2 separate regions of the Capsicum annuum genome follow, and region 1 is linked to region 2. A link is a contact called in public Hi-C data. All regions are on one chromosome and are shown on one strand. The core of a region is the stretch at or near the end of the contact, and the rest is flanking DNA. Distances in the headings are between cores, read along the strand shown. Region 1 has its middle 16 kb from the start of LOC107861099. Region 2 has its middle 24 kb from the start of LOC107858965.

Region 1 (6,963 bases), core at 4,143-6,642, 39 kb before region 2:
TCATTTTGGAATGTGTCTGCATGATTGGTGCCAGGTAAAGCTGCACCAGGTACTGCAGCATCAGTAATGCCATCCTCTTCAATTGGAGTATCTTTTGTGACACTCTCAGTAGATGTCTCAGGAAATATTTCATCATCTATAAGGACCAAGAAGCTAGTGATAACTTCTTCAGATGAGGAAGATTGTGTATTTTGTGCTGGTGATGAAGTAAAAAGAAATGTATCTTTATGAAACACTACATCTTTACTAGTTAATATTCTCTTTGATGTGAAATCCAATAGTAAATATCCCTTCTGAGACTCTGAATAGCCTACTAATACTACAGGTTTGGCCCTTTCTATGAATTTATCACCTCTTGGTAAGATAGTTACATAGCACAAGCATCTAAATACTCTAAGATGAGACAACTTAGGATCCTTGGAAAACATCAATTGAAATGGGCTCTTACCACTCAGAACAAATGATGGCAACATGTTCATTATATATACTACAACTTTTACACATAGTCCCCAATATTTAATAGGCAAGTGAGACTGAAACTTGAGGGCTCTGGCTATGTTAAATATGTGTTTGTGCTTCCTATCCACAACTCCATTCTGTTGAAGAGTCTGAGGGCAACTGGTTTGATACAAAATGCCTAGGGACTGGAACAATGTCTTACAATGAGAGTTGATAAATTTAGTTTCATTATCAGATCTGATGGATTTCACCACTAATAAAAACTGAGTTTTAATCATAGAAATGAATATTTTAATGGCCACTATGGTCTCATACTTTAACTGCAATAGGTACACTCAAGTGTATCTACTATGGTCATCTATCATAGTCAAGAAATAGTATTTGTTTTCAAAAGTAGAAGTTTTATATGGACCCCATAAACCCATGTGTACAAGTTCAAACCAAGTGGAACATCTAGTAGTACTTGTAGGAAATGACAATCTTGTCTGTTTAGCTAGTGGACACACAGTACATTTATTCAACATATTTACATCACTAGGAATGTTTTAGAATGTCTAAACATTTGAGAACTTGAGAAGCAGGGTGTCCAAGTCTTTGGTGCCATAAACTGCAACTGGAAGTTGAGACTTCTTCAATGAATTTGTTGGTTTTTTGTCCTGACTGATTAGTATTTCCCGTCCAACCACTTTTAAGAACATACAGTCCACCCTCTTGTCTACCAATCCCCTTCACCTTGCCATTGAAGAGGTCCTGAAAGATACAAAAAATCAGGATAAAATAGTACAAAGCATGAAAGTTACTTGGTTATCTTAGCAACAGACAACAAATTGAGTTTAAAGTCTGATAAAAATAGGACATCTTTAATCACATCATCTGCAAAAATGTAGGCTTCTCTAGTGTGTGAGATTGTCACTTCATCATCTGTTGGGAGGTGCAACTTGTCCAAATATTTAGTGTCTAATCTGGTACTACTTTTGAATAAGTGTCTATGTGCAGACACATGATGTGTAGGACCTGAGTCTACAATCCAACTTTCAGGATAGGCTTTGGACAAGAAATAAGTAGTAATACCTGGCATATTGACTTGTTTCATATCCTTGATATCTTTGCTCAACATGGTCATAATCTGAGTGTACTCCTCCTCAATGAATGTGTGAGGCTTGGCCAGTGGTGCATGAGTCCCTTCATGACTAGAACTTGCAGCATCAACCTGACCAGCTACTATAGTTGGAGCCTGGGAAAATTTGTTACTAGTGTTGACAAAATTGTTACCACCATTGTTACTGCCAGTGTTCTGTGACCCGAAGTTAGAGTTGTATCCTTGTTTCTTCTTGTTCTTCCAATCATTTGGATACCCTACCAACTTGTAACAAGTTTCCTTGGTATGACCTAAAAGATGACAGTAATCACATTTTCTGCCTTTATAGTTAGTGTTGTTTTATCCAAAATCATAATTTCAATTCACTTGCATATCAAGTGGTTCTGATCTGTCATTCACAGTCATCATACAAGATGAATATTGTATTTCATCCTCTATATGCATGGCATAAGGTTGATTAATAGTAGAAGTTACTTCTTTGAGCAGTATTTGTCTTCTAGCTTGATCATAGGACTCATTCAGGCCACTTAAAAACTGTAAGAGTCTAAGTTGACACATATGATCTGAGTACTCTCTAGACTTAGGGCAATCGCAACTAGGATTTGGCATTAGTACATCATACTCACTCCATAAACTCTTCAATTTGGTAAAATAAGCTGAGATTGAATCTGTACCTTGAGAGTGCATATTAATTTTACGATGCAATTGGTATATACGCATACGATTCACCTTGTCATATCTTTCCTTCAAATCTTCTCAAACTGCACAAACATTTGTGGCATAAACAATTTCAGATAACAGAATTTCACTCACAGTGTTCATGATCCAGGAAAGCACAATTGTATTACATATTTTTCACTGCTCATGTAGCTCCTCTCTATACGACTCCTTGCTGCAGGTTCCAGTGACAAACCAAACTTTCTCTTTCCTAAGAGAGCAATACGCATCGATCGACTCCATAAACTATAATTTTCTGAACTAGTTAACTTGATTGGAACAAGTACGGCACTAGAACTATCAGAAACACCAATGAAAAGTGGATCACTTTGATCTATTTTAGGCGCCATGATTGATAGGATGTAACTGCAAGGTAGATCTAAATCGCGAAGAAGAAGAAGCTAAAAAAACAGAGATCGAAAATGCACTGAGAAAGAGATCTCAAGTTACACAGAAAACTTGGTGAAATATGATCGAAAACACACTTAGTGTTGAGCTCGTGGCTCTGATACCATGTAAAATGGAAGAATTGCAGCTTGATAGCTTACAATCAAGAAGAAGAATAAAATAGTCAGAAACTGAATTTTCATTATTCCCGCCTGAAGATTATAGTTATGAGTTTATTTATAGACTTTAGTTAAGATGAGCTAAGAATGAGCTAAGAAGTGAATCATGTATCCAGTTTATTGACAACTCATTGTAACTATTGTAACTAACTAATCATTGTATAACAACCTTCAACAACCTCTACAGCTGACTCGGCTATTGACTAACTAACTAACTACTCCTATCAATATTACACACCAATGGAGCAGACAGTCGTATATGTTGCCACGTATGTGCTAGTTCAAAACAGTCTAATCAACACTATTATTGTCATTAATCCCCCTCAAAGTCATACATGGCCAAATTTTGGGTAGTAAGACATTATTATGTAAATTCACCTCTTGAACTTCAAACTCAATAATAATGACTATTTTTGAAAGATATTATCGAAAAACATCTAATCCGCATTATTCTTGCCATAAATCGTTCCTAAAAGTCGTATGTGGCCAAATTTTTGATTGTTTGAAATGGATGATATCCATCCATGTACGAAATATCTCTATATATAAATATAGGGACAAGTATTATGAGTCTAAAATTGACGTTCTAATCTTGTTTTAAATTATTTTTCTACTAATTTGCAGTTAGCTTTATATATCAGTTATAACTGCCTAAACTTCCGTTTAATTGATTGTGCTATGACCCAAGGAAAAAAAAAAGATTCATTTTAGATTTTTCTTTACAAGAATAAAATATTATGTAAATAGATAAAAATTAAAATATTTTCATCACATATAAAATTAATAAGTTATTGAATATTTTTATATATAAGATAATTGTTAACTAGTTTGTCAAAGCGTATTAGCTATTTCTGCGAATGTTTTCTTATTTAGTTGGTCAAAGATTATTTTTCTTTAGAATCAGTGTTACGTATCTTATTTAGGAGTAATTACGGCCCTAAATTCTCAATCAACTAGTTTCGAATATATCTAAAAATATGTAGATTATGTATAATTATATTGAATATATACATGTATTATACATATTATATACATACTGAAACGATCAATTAATTCATTGAACAGTCATAGAGTAATTTTTAATGTCACAATTTTCCTACTTATAATATGAAATCCAGAATTAACCCAAAAAAAAAAAAAAAAACTTTTTTCCAACAATTATTCTTTTATGTGAGTAGTTGTTTGTCATCTCTCATGAAAAGGAAGTGGATTGAGGAGGAGCCATCTGTTTGCACTTCTTGACAAATATCATTTGTTTTATTATACTTAAAGTGGGTATTTAATTTGAAACCATGAACATGGTCAATAAACAACCTTTTCTGAAATGTCATTTTCATAGTGAAAAGGACAAAAGCAAAATCAATTCCCCTGCAAATTTCCAACTTATCATCCTCATACAGCCACCCTCCACATCACTTTCACTAAATAATTTGGACAAAATATGGATAATCTTGACAATATTATCAGCATGGGATAATCTTATGGTTCTACTTGTTCATTGATTCAAAAAACAATTAGGTAGATAATTAAAATAGTTGGTAGAAGCTTTTCAACGTCTTAATGCTGATCAAATTCAGAATATTTTAAAGCTTCTTCGAGAATGTGGCTTGATTAAAAACAACATTTGATTTTGTAAATGCTTCACATAATTTGTTGGAAATCAATACTAATAAATTCTTTAAAACTTGCATTTATTTTATTACTCCTTGTAGTATTTACTTTACATCTTTTCCTGCTGCTCTGTTTCGATTAACTTCTCTTTCGAATCGAGCATCTATAAAATATTATTTCTCTAACTCACAAAGATAGAAATTAAAGTATATGTATAGCTTAATCTTCAAAGACCTTATTTGTAGGATTACATTAAATACATTTGGTGTTATGCTGGGTATGGGTGAGTATTTATCATTATATGAATATGTTTAGGTATCACACTTGAAAGTTATACACCATTTTAGATGGAAAAAATCTACTAAATTTCGACATCTTAAAGTTTGTCTTATATGGATTGATATTGACTAATGAGGTGATTATGTGTTCTCATATAATAGTGCTTAATTAGTCAAAAGAAATTAGGCTATCAACACCCCATACCCCACCACTCAACCCCCACCTAAAGTATTGAACAAGTTAATATATCTCACAAGACATTTTAATATTTGCTAATTAAGTAATAATTTTAAATAAGAATTATTCATGTTTTACCTAAAAGCGTGACTATTGATTACACTTTTAAGATATTGATAACAACATCACCCAATATTCATAAGTATGTTTATTTTTATAATGAAACCAAATTTTCATAAAAGTTGGATCAAAGTAATTAATTATGGTTTACCATTCTTTAAGTAACGATACCATCTTGCCTAAGCGATGATTATCAGTTATGACAAATCTTTTATTTAATAATTTAGTATCGAAGGACCTATTAGTGTGCCCTTTGAAAGGGGCCATTCAACCATCAACAAAAAATTAATCACTTCCATTCTTATCTTTCAAAATATGCATCAATTTCCTATAATAGTAAATAATTAGTCAATTTTGACATCGAGTGAAACCGAACCTATTTTCTAGTAAACACCAATTAGATGTTTGATTTTAGATTGGTAGGTAGTCAAGCGTTGTCTAAATTTTCTTATGAGTATTGGCATATTATTATTAATTTCCAATTATCTCATTCTATGATTTTATTATCATTATATGTTGTTTCATTTGTTTTAATTATCATATTATTTGTTGTTGTTATTGTCTCTTATTATTTTTAGCATGAAGTACTTCCGTATTTAATTTAATATGATTTCTTCTTCCTTCACAAAATATGAATTAGAGTCTGTATACAATTCACTTTCCCTACTTGTGATTTTTCACTGTATTGTAGTAGTAGTTGTTGTTGAGTGGACCAGAACCTATTTTCTTGTAATCACCAATCAGATGTTTGATTATTGATGAATAATAATGTACGTTACTTTGAAGTCAAAATTTACAAAGTGGACTTCAAGTTTCGAATTAATTAAAATGATGGTCCTCCAAATAAACAACGTGTTGTTTATCAAAATAATAATACTCAAAACGTAGAAGTAGTATTTGATTAGGCTTTCCTTGCAAGAGAAATACTTTTAAAAGCAAGTAAACAAGTAAAAGTATTAACGTGTAAACCACCTCTTTGCTGGTATATGTACCTATCTTATGAAAACCCATCCAAATTTATTTGATATATCAACAGAATTTGACTTGTAATTCATTCGTAGAAGTTAAAAGAAAACGTTGAATCAATAATAAAAGAAGAGTAGTTAAATGTGTTGATATCAAAGTCAGCTTGAATCTCATTAGAAATATGAAGTCAGTATAATATATATTATACTCTCTCGTTTAAAAAAATGACTTATTTTGAATTAATATCGAGCTTAATTAAATAAAAAAGACTTTTACATTTTGTGTTCTTAAATTAAAGTTATGTTTATGTATCAAAATATTTTTTAATCTTATGATCTTAAACATGCCACGTGTAAAGTTGAAATTAAATATTATAAGAAAAAAGGAAGTCACTTTCTGTAAGAAAAGAATATTAGTAAGTCAGATGCAATTTATCAATCTTAGGCATCTAGATATTGGTCAGATTGAATATTTATCTATATTTGTGTTCAACTAATTTTTAATCCATTCAAACTCAATTAGCTAGTCATTTTGCCACCACTCCTAATAACTATAAAGAGTCTTGTTTGGTTCTTGCTCACAAAAAGAGTTATAATACGCCTAAAAACTAACACAACTAATATCATATTTAGTAATTCTTAGTTCTTGTGTCTAAAATTCAAGCAGATAGTGTTTGATGTTTTTTAAAAATAAATTTAAATAAAAAATTAAACATTTGGAGTCAATTTATTATTATATGTGAAATAGAACATGAAGAATCTAATACTTAAATAACTAATTTTTATATTATTAATAGTTGAATTTTATACTGATCAGCAACCAAATGACTCCTATCGTATAGAATTAAAATGATTTATAAGCAATGGTGGCATTAAAAATTTGATTAAGGAGCATCATAATTTAAAAAGAAAAAGTATATACACGTAAGAAAAGATAGAGATTTAAAATTTATATTTATAATTAAAATAT
Region 2 (6,874 bases), core at 1,049-3,548:
GTGTTTCCCTCTCAAGCTTACGTACAAAAGATATCTAATAAATTTGTACCTAACAAAAGGACAACAACCACTTGTGTGGAGAGACATGACATAACATTGATACCTAACAGATGTTTGTTTTCAAGTAAGAAGAGTTAACATCACCCAATGTATATGAAAATGATGTGTGTTATTAACATATATATATATATATATATAACTCCAGGGAAAGAAATTTTCAAATATTAATTGCAACAAATAAAAGTTGAAGGAAAAGGTGGTGGTGGCACGTCATGCTGATAAATGCCAATATCACATGACAAAGCAATTTCATTGTTTGTTTGGAATTCTTTTTCTCTTATTACGCTTTTTTTCTAAAATGTTGTTTTCTCCATTTAAAAAAGAAATTCTAGTTGCAAATAGTTGTTAGCAAAACAAATATTTGGTTCTTTTCATACCTAACAATAGGGGGAAAAAATCGCAATTGATGCATTCGTGCAGTGTCACTTTAGTTTAGTTCATGGTCATTAAGAAAAATAAGAAATATAAGGTATTATTTACTAAAATACCTCTATTTATTAGATTTTTTTTTTCCGAGAATTGAACGTTATTAAAAAGAGGTCGTAGTAAAGTAGTATTCTAATATCAAGTTATATTGAAAATAATTACTCCGAACGTAAGGTAGTTTTCTAATGGCAAAGTAGCAGAGTAGCATTTTTGAGACAATTCTTTGAATTTTTTTTTTTTTTAATTCAAACTTATTTTGAGACAGAGGAAGTAGATGTTTGGATAGCATTTTTTTTTTCCTTTCTACGGGATTTATATTTATTACAACAAAATAATGATCTTAATTAGGGTGTTCTAAGACTAGTTTGGCTTAATCTTAATTACAATACCGCTATTTCAGTTGTAATACTCTTCAAATCAATTTTAAAAATTTAAATTTTTTATTAAAGTTGAAGAATAACTGTGGACAAGTGGATCCTAATGTAAACATAAAAAGTGAATTTCGAGTCATCTAGGTGTTATGCTCGTGATAAAAAACAATATTTGCCAGCAAACAATGAATTCTAGAGTATTTCGAATAATAGAACCATTTAAATTTCGTGATAAAAAACAATATTTGCCAGCAAACAATGAATTCTAGAGTATTTCGAATAATAGAACCATTTAAATTTCAAATTTGAATTTTATTTAATCATCAAATATATAAAAGCTAAAAGAATTGGCAAAGTACTAAAACTTTGACGTTTCTATTCACAAACGTACTAATTGTGTGTGACCAAACCATCTAAGATCCTATGTTTCATTGATTATCTTACTTAATTTTGGCCCACAATTAATAAAAGTGAGAATTGACCTTAACCTCAAAATTCTAGATATATCCTCAAAATTCTAGATATATCCTAGGCTACACACACTATTAACAGATTTTAGTAAACTTTTTTCCAATGTGAAATTGAAACCATAGATTATAACTTATTCTTATGCCCTTAATGAAAGTGAATATTGACTTTAACGGTTTAACCTCAACCACTTTACGTGCTTCCAACTTTCAAGGCGAAAGAAGGGAAGATAATTAAAAAAAAATTCCAATTTTGCTTTCTAATAGTAGATAACACTAACTTGGTACTATTTGATTTTCTCTCTTGTCATTGATTTTTAATTTCGTTGACGTGGACCTACAGTGGCAAAATCAAATATTTTTCATAAAGAAATTTCAAAATATGTACATGAAAGAATATACCCCTAAATAAGTCAAAAAAAGATTTTAACACATGTTATGTATGACAAATAATCTTAATATTGTGTAAATTTCTCATGATGGGGGAGTTCAAATGATTCATCGCTCCTTAGCTCTATTCATCACCATTCAGTTAGAATAAATCTAAAACCAACTCATCATATATTGTGTATATATGATTCAGCGTGCCAATAAGTTACTATATAATTTATTAGAAATATAGGACGATCAAATCAGAGATATCATGAAATCCTTCGCTCTTTGGGGCGCTATTAGCATCGAGGAATATGTACTGTATTGTGTATGTGACTCGTTTAGATCATAAGCTGATATAAAAGCAAGAAAATTGTTTTATCTGTATCAATGAACAGTACCTGTGAATGAGGTAGAATGGAAAAAAAATAAAAATATCTCATCATATTTCTCTATATTTTATAAAATGAATTAATTTCTCTATTGGCGTAAATTAATGTCCTGAATTTAAAATGATAAAATTCCCCATTAGTTATCTCCACCCATGTGTACCAATAACAATCAGAAAAGTTGTACTGCCAAACAGTATTAATAAATCCAAATTTAGAAAAATGTTGATTTGAAGTAATCATAACCAAAGTTTTGAATGAGTTGGAAAACTGACAGGGAAACAAAATGGATTAGTGATAAGACTTCTCTTTGATTTATATAATTAAAAGTTTATCTATAAGGGGCTGCTGGATTAACATATGTAGACAATTACTTTTTGCACATATTTATTATAGCCATTTGTTTCTTGATTCAATTATATTATTGGTGGGCCAATTCAAGAAGGGATGTTGAATTTGATGTTGATATGTTACATATAAATACAAAGGGAATATTATGCTGTATTAGCCGCATATTAAAAATAATAATTAGTCAATACATATATATTTTAATTTGATAAACACACAATATACATTTCCATAATAAATATATTTTTTAATTTGATATACATACAATATACATTTCTATACAAACTACTAATATATTAGTAGTTTTTGTGTGTGTATATATATCTTAAGTTAAATTTAGAAAAATTGGAAAGAAGAGCTTGTTAGGTAACCTTAATTGAATGATATGATGTGGTAGGTATTTCTGTCATATTCATTGACAAATCATATACAGAATGTTAGCAGAGAATACTGGTAATCAATTGAAAATTGAAATCTTATTAATTGCAATTGAATTGAAGTTCCATTCTTTATTTACCGTTAAATGGTTTTGTCCTAGTCCAAAAATGTCATTATCGATATTGAAATGGAGAAAGTAAGTTTCTGGATAAATGACATTTTTACTTTTGGCATTTTATTTTCTTCAAAGAGGAAAGTTTGATCTCTTCTAGACGCTAATATTGTAGATAGATATATGCAAAATAATAATAATTAAAATTACTGGAAAAGGTGCCATTAAATTTTGAATTATCATACCAAAAAAAGAGTTTCGAAAAATAAAAAATGCCAAGTCAAATTTAAAAAATTGTCAATAAACTTAGTGCACGATTAACTTGGAAGAGAAATACTTATCTTTAATGATTCTCAAATTTTTGTTAATCCTCCATTTGTTCTTTACTGAACCATATTAACTTTTTAATAATGCATTTTTTCAGAAGCAAAAAAAAAAAAACAACCACCACAACTCCTTTTCTAAAAATATTCTTTTTCTTATTTAATAGATTTAATTTAAGGCCGAGATACCAAAATAGTGATAAATAGTTAACATTATTGGTGCACACTCCATGACAGAGAAAGGTGATAAATGAATCCATTTCGACAAGTCATATCTAGAAGATTTTTTTTGTTCCAAACAAATGACTAAATTAGTATAAGTGCTTTGTTCACAAGCAATTGCTAGAAGCACATGACATGAACCACTATGATTAAAGCTCCCAACCAATACTTTCAAGTACAACTAATTAACTAGGTGGATGTCATGTCAAACTTCCTAATTCAACAAAATAATTTTAAAAACAAATAAACAGGTAGATACATGATTGAGTACACACTTAATTAATTGATCTGGTCCAGTGTAACAAATAAAACAAATGGTACAGTTTTGTGCCATTATTTTGAGGAGTTGGTAGCACTGTTCAGTGCCCAAATTTTGGGTGTATGTATCAATTAATTAATGAACAAATCTAGGACTGATCAATTGTTTTTTAAGACAGAGATGCACAAAATTTCAAAAACATCAAATGTCATGTCCAAGCTCATTCACATGTTTTACACAGGAAAGGGGTATTGTTTATTGTGGTAATGTCATGTCAGAATTCTGTCATTGTTTTATGTAAGTTTTTTACGTAAAATTTAAAAGAGGATGGGATAAATAGATAATAAATAAATAAATAAAGACTGTTAAAAGAATAACATAGTAATGGAAATAATATGCATCGAATTAAGCATGCATCAGTTTGATCATAAAAGATTGTTTTCTCGTATTGTTGTTTAATTGATCCAGAAATTATTATGTTCGTATTTATACAAATAGCATCCATTGGTCCCTTGTTTGTGTTGCTTTGGAATTATAATTATTATTATTATAGAGTTTGAAGTTGCACTAGATGTTACTACGTTAGGACAAGTGCTTTATCACAGACACTAGAATTGTTAAATCTTCGTGGAATGAACCCAAAATATGATATCAATATAAAATAAAACAGATGAAGTATATATTTATGTTTTTATATATCATAATTATTTGTCACAGATGTTACAATTTACTTATTAATGGTCTCTCTCTATACATTACAAATCATTTCTGTTGCTTCTTAAAAAATAAATTACATACATATATAAACTGGTTATTTTTGGGCCTTTTGAAATCCATGTACTAGAGGTGGGTTGCTTGAATTTCAGCACAATGAAAGGAGAACTAACGCTAAACACTAATCCTACTATATTTGGGCAACTTGCCAAGTATGAGAAAGTCCAATGGAAAACTTATCTACATATACCACTTTTAAAGAAGAGAAAAGGACAATGACTATATTTTTTTAAACAAATGACCATTATTTAACCAACTTTCATTCAAACTAAAAATTACATAAATACATAACTTATATTTTTTATATTACAAAAAATCCAACTCCCTAAACATATTACAAAAATCTCAACATATACACAGAATGCTATGTATATGTCGGCTATGTTATGTATATTAATAGAGAGAAAATAAAATAATTAAACAAGGGGGAGAGAGTGTAATGAATTTCAAAAGGGTTGGCAATTATGTTATTTATACATTTTCAAATAATGGCCAGTCGGCCTAAACTATTATCATCCAATAGTCATTGGCTGCTTCATCTTTCCTTTTTCCTAGTGGGTCATTTCGGCCATGTTTAGTATTTTTTTCAGTTTGGGCTATTTGGCCCTTCTTTTTCAATGCTTCAGCTCTTTTTTGCTATAAATTTTTTGATTAAAAAATTATAATTTTTTTGTTTAAAAATAATAATTAAGTACAATTGTATAAGAAATATATAATTAATAAATAAAAAAAGTATCAATCTAAGATATATGTATGTGAACTTTACAAAATGCGTATAAAACTTATACACTTGTATAGAATATGTATCTAAATAAGTATTGCTGCTAACAGTTATAAAAAATCTATGTAGAACAATATAACTGTTGTATAGAATATATAGTTTTGTATATGATATATATAGAAATTATATCATTGTTGTATTGATATAATTACTATATTTTTTAAACAAATGACCATTATTTAACCAACTTTCATTCAAACTAAAAATTACATAAATACACAACTTGGAAAGTTTAAAAATATTTGAGGTGTAGAGGGGGTATTTGAGAAAAATCAGGAAAAAAAGAGAAATAATAAAAACTAAAAATAAAGGTTAAAGATAAATGAATTAAAAAAAAAGAAAAAAAATGAAGAAATAGATAATGTTTGAGAAAAAAATAAAAGTTGAGACATATGAGTTAAAACATGAAAATAAAATTAAGAAAAAAATAAAAAAAGTAAAAATAATAAAAAATAAAATTTAAGAGACAAATGAGTTTGAAAAGTTTAAAAATATATTTGAGGTGTGGAGGGGCAAAATTGTACTTGCACAACACTTAAAAAGGTAGGAAGACTAGTTTCAAGCAATTTTCTTAGTGGGGTAAAAAATTTAAAGCCACCCATATTTGGGTCTATGACATGTAATTTCCTGGATTGAAATGGATGAAAATCGAGTTGCGTCTTGACCCGTCCAATTCGATCCACTTAGTCTTAAAAATATTGATATATTGATATTTATCCTTGGTAAACCCAACTCAAGAAAATAAATTTAGATGAGATTGAAAAGTTGGGTTGATGGGTAGAGAGTGGGGGTGGGGTAATTTTTTTTTTAAATTTAATTTTTATAAAAATATTTTTTTTTTTTGTAGAGTGGTGTGGGGTAGGGGTTGGAGGTTAGGATGGGGTTGAGGTAAAAAATTTTTATAAAAGAAAAAGTTATTTTTTTTTTTAAAAATAACTTTTGAGAAAAGGGGTGTGCCCTGGGGGATGGAGGTTTGGGGCAAGGGGGAGATTTTTTTTTTTTTAAATAAATATTTTTCTTTACAAAATAATTTCGGAGGTGGGGGGGGGGGGGGGGGGGGAGTGTGCAGAGGTAGGGGGAGATGGAGGTTGGGGTAAGATTTATTTTTTTTATAAAAAAATTTATTTATTTATTTTTAAAAAATATTTTTTGGGGTAGGGGTAGGTAATGCGGGGAATGGGGAAGGGTAGGATTTTGATCGTGAGATAAGAATTTTTTTTTAATTTTTCAGAAAAAAAGGTAAATAGAACTTTTTGGTGCGGAGGTGAGGGTGGGGGTTCGGGATAGGGAGGGGGATGGGAATGAGGTGGGTGAGAGTAAAAAAAAAATTAATAATTTAAGTTTTTAAAAAATAAAATCAATATTTTCAGTGGAAGCAGGGTGGGGGCGGGGTGAGTTGGGGATTTAGTGGGGTTGGGGTGGGTGGGAGTGAGGTGACGCGGGTGATTTTGAGAGTAGGAGGGTGCGTTGTTGCTTGTTTACTATTTTCATTTAAAAAATTATTTTTCTATAAAACGGATTGAAGTTACGATTGAATTGGACTCATTTGAACCCAATTTAAAAGTGGATTAAGATTTAGTGGGTTGAGATTT

The links. A called contact is a pair of places that touch in the nucleus more often than the background predicts.
Region 1: a contact with region 2 is called in a Hi-C map of leaf, with 2.8 times the contacts expected there. The contact joins two enhancer-like sites. A contact is called at or near these places in 3 of 5 Hi-C or Micro-C datasets (bud, leaf and placenta).

The regions. Positions count from the first base shown.
Region 1 is chr2:111,953,215-111,960,177 of UCD10Xv1.1, reverse strand. No RefSeq gene overlaps it. Among protein-coding and RNA genes, the nearest start is that of LOC107861099, 16 kb to the left of the region's middle. Within about 2 kb of position 5,392, at least 4 of the 5 cell types and tissues checked have an H3K27ac peak or open chromatin away from gene starts, as enhancers often do. A contact at or near this core is called in bud and leaf, where this site is marked.
Region 2 is chr2:111,911,430-111,918,303 of UCD10Xv1.1, reverse strand. No RefSeq gene overlaps it. Among protein-coding and RNA genes, the nearest start is that of LOC107858965, 24 kb to the left of the region's middle. Within about 2 kb of position 2,298, at least 5 of the 5 cell types and tissues checked have an H3K27ac peak or open chromatin away from gene starts, as enhancers often do. A contact at or near this core is called in bud and leaf, where this site is marked.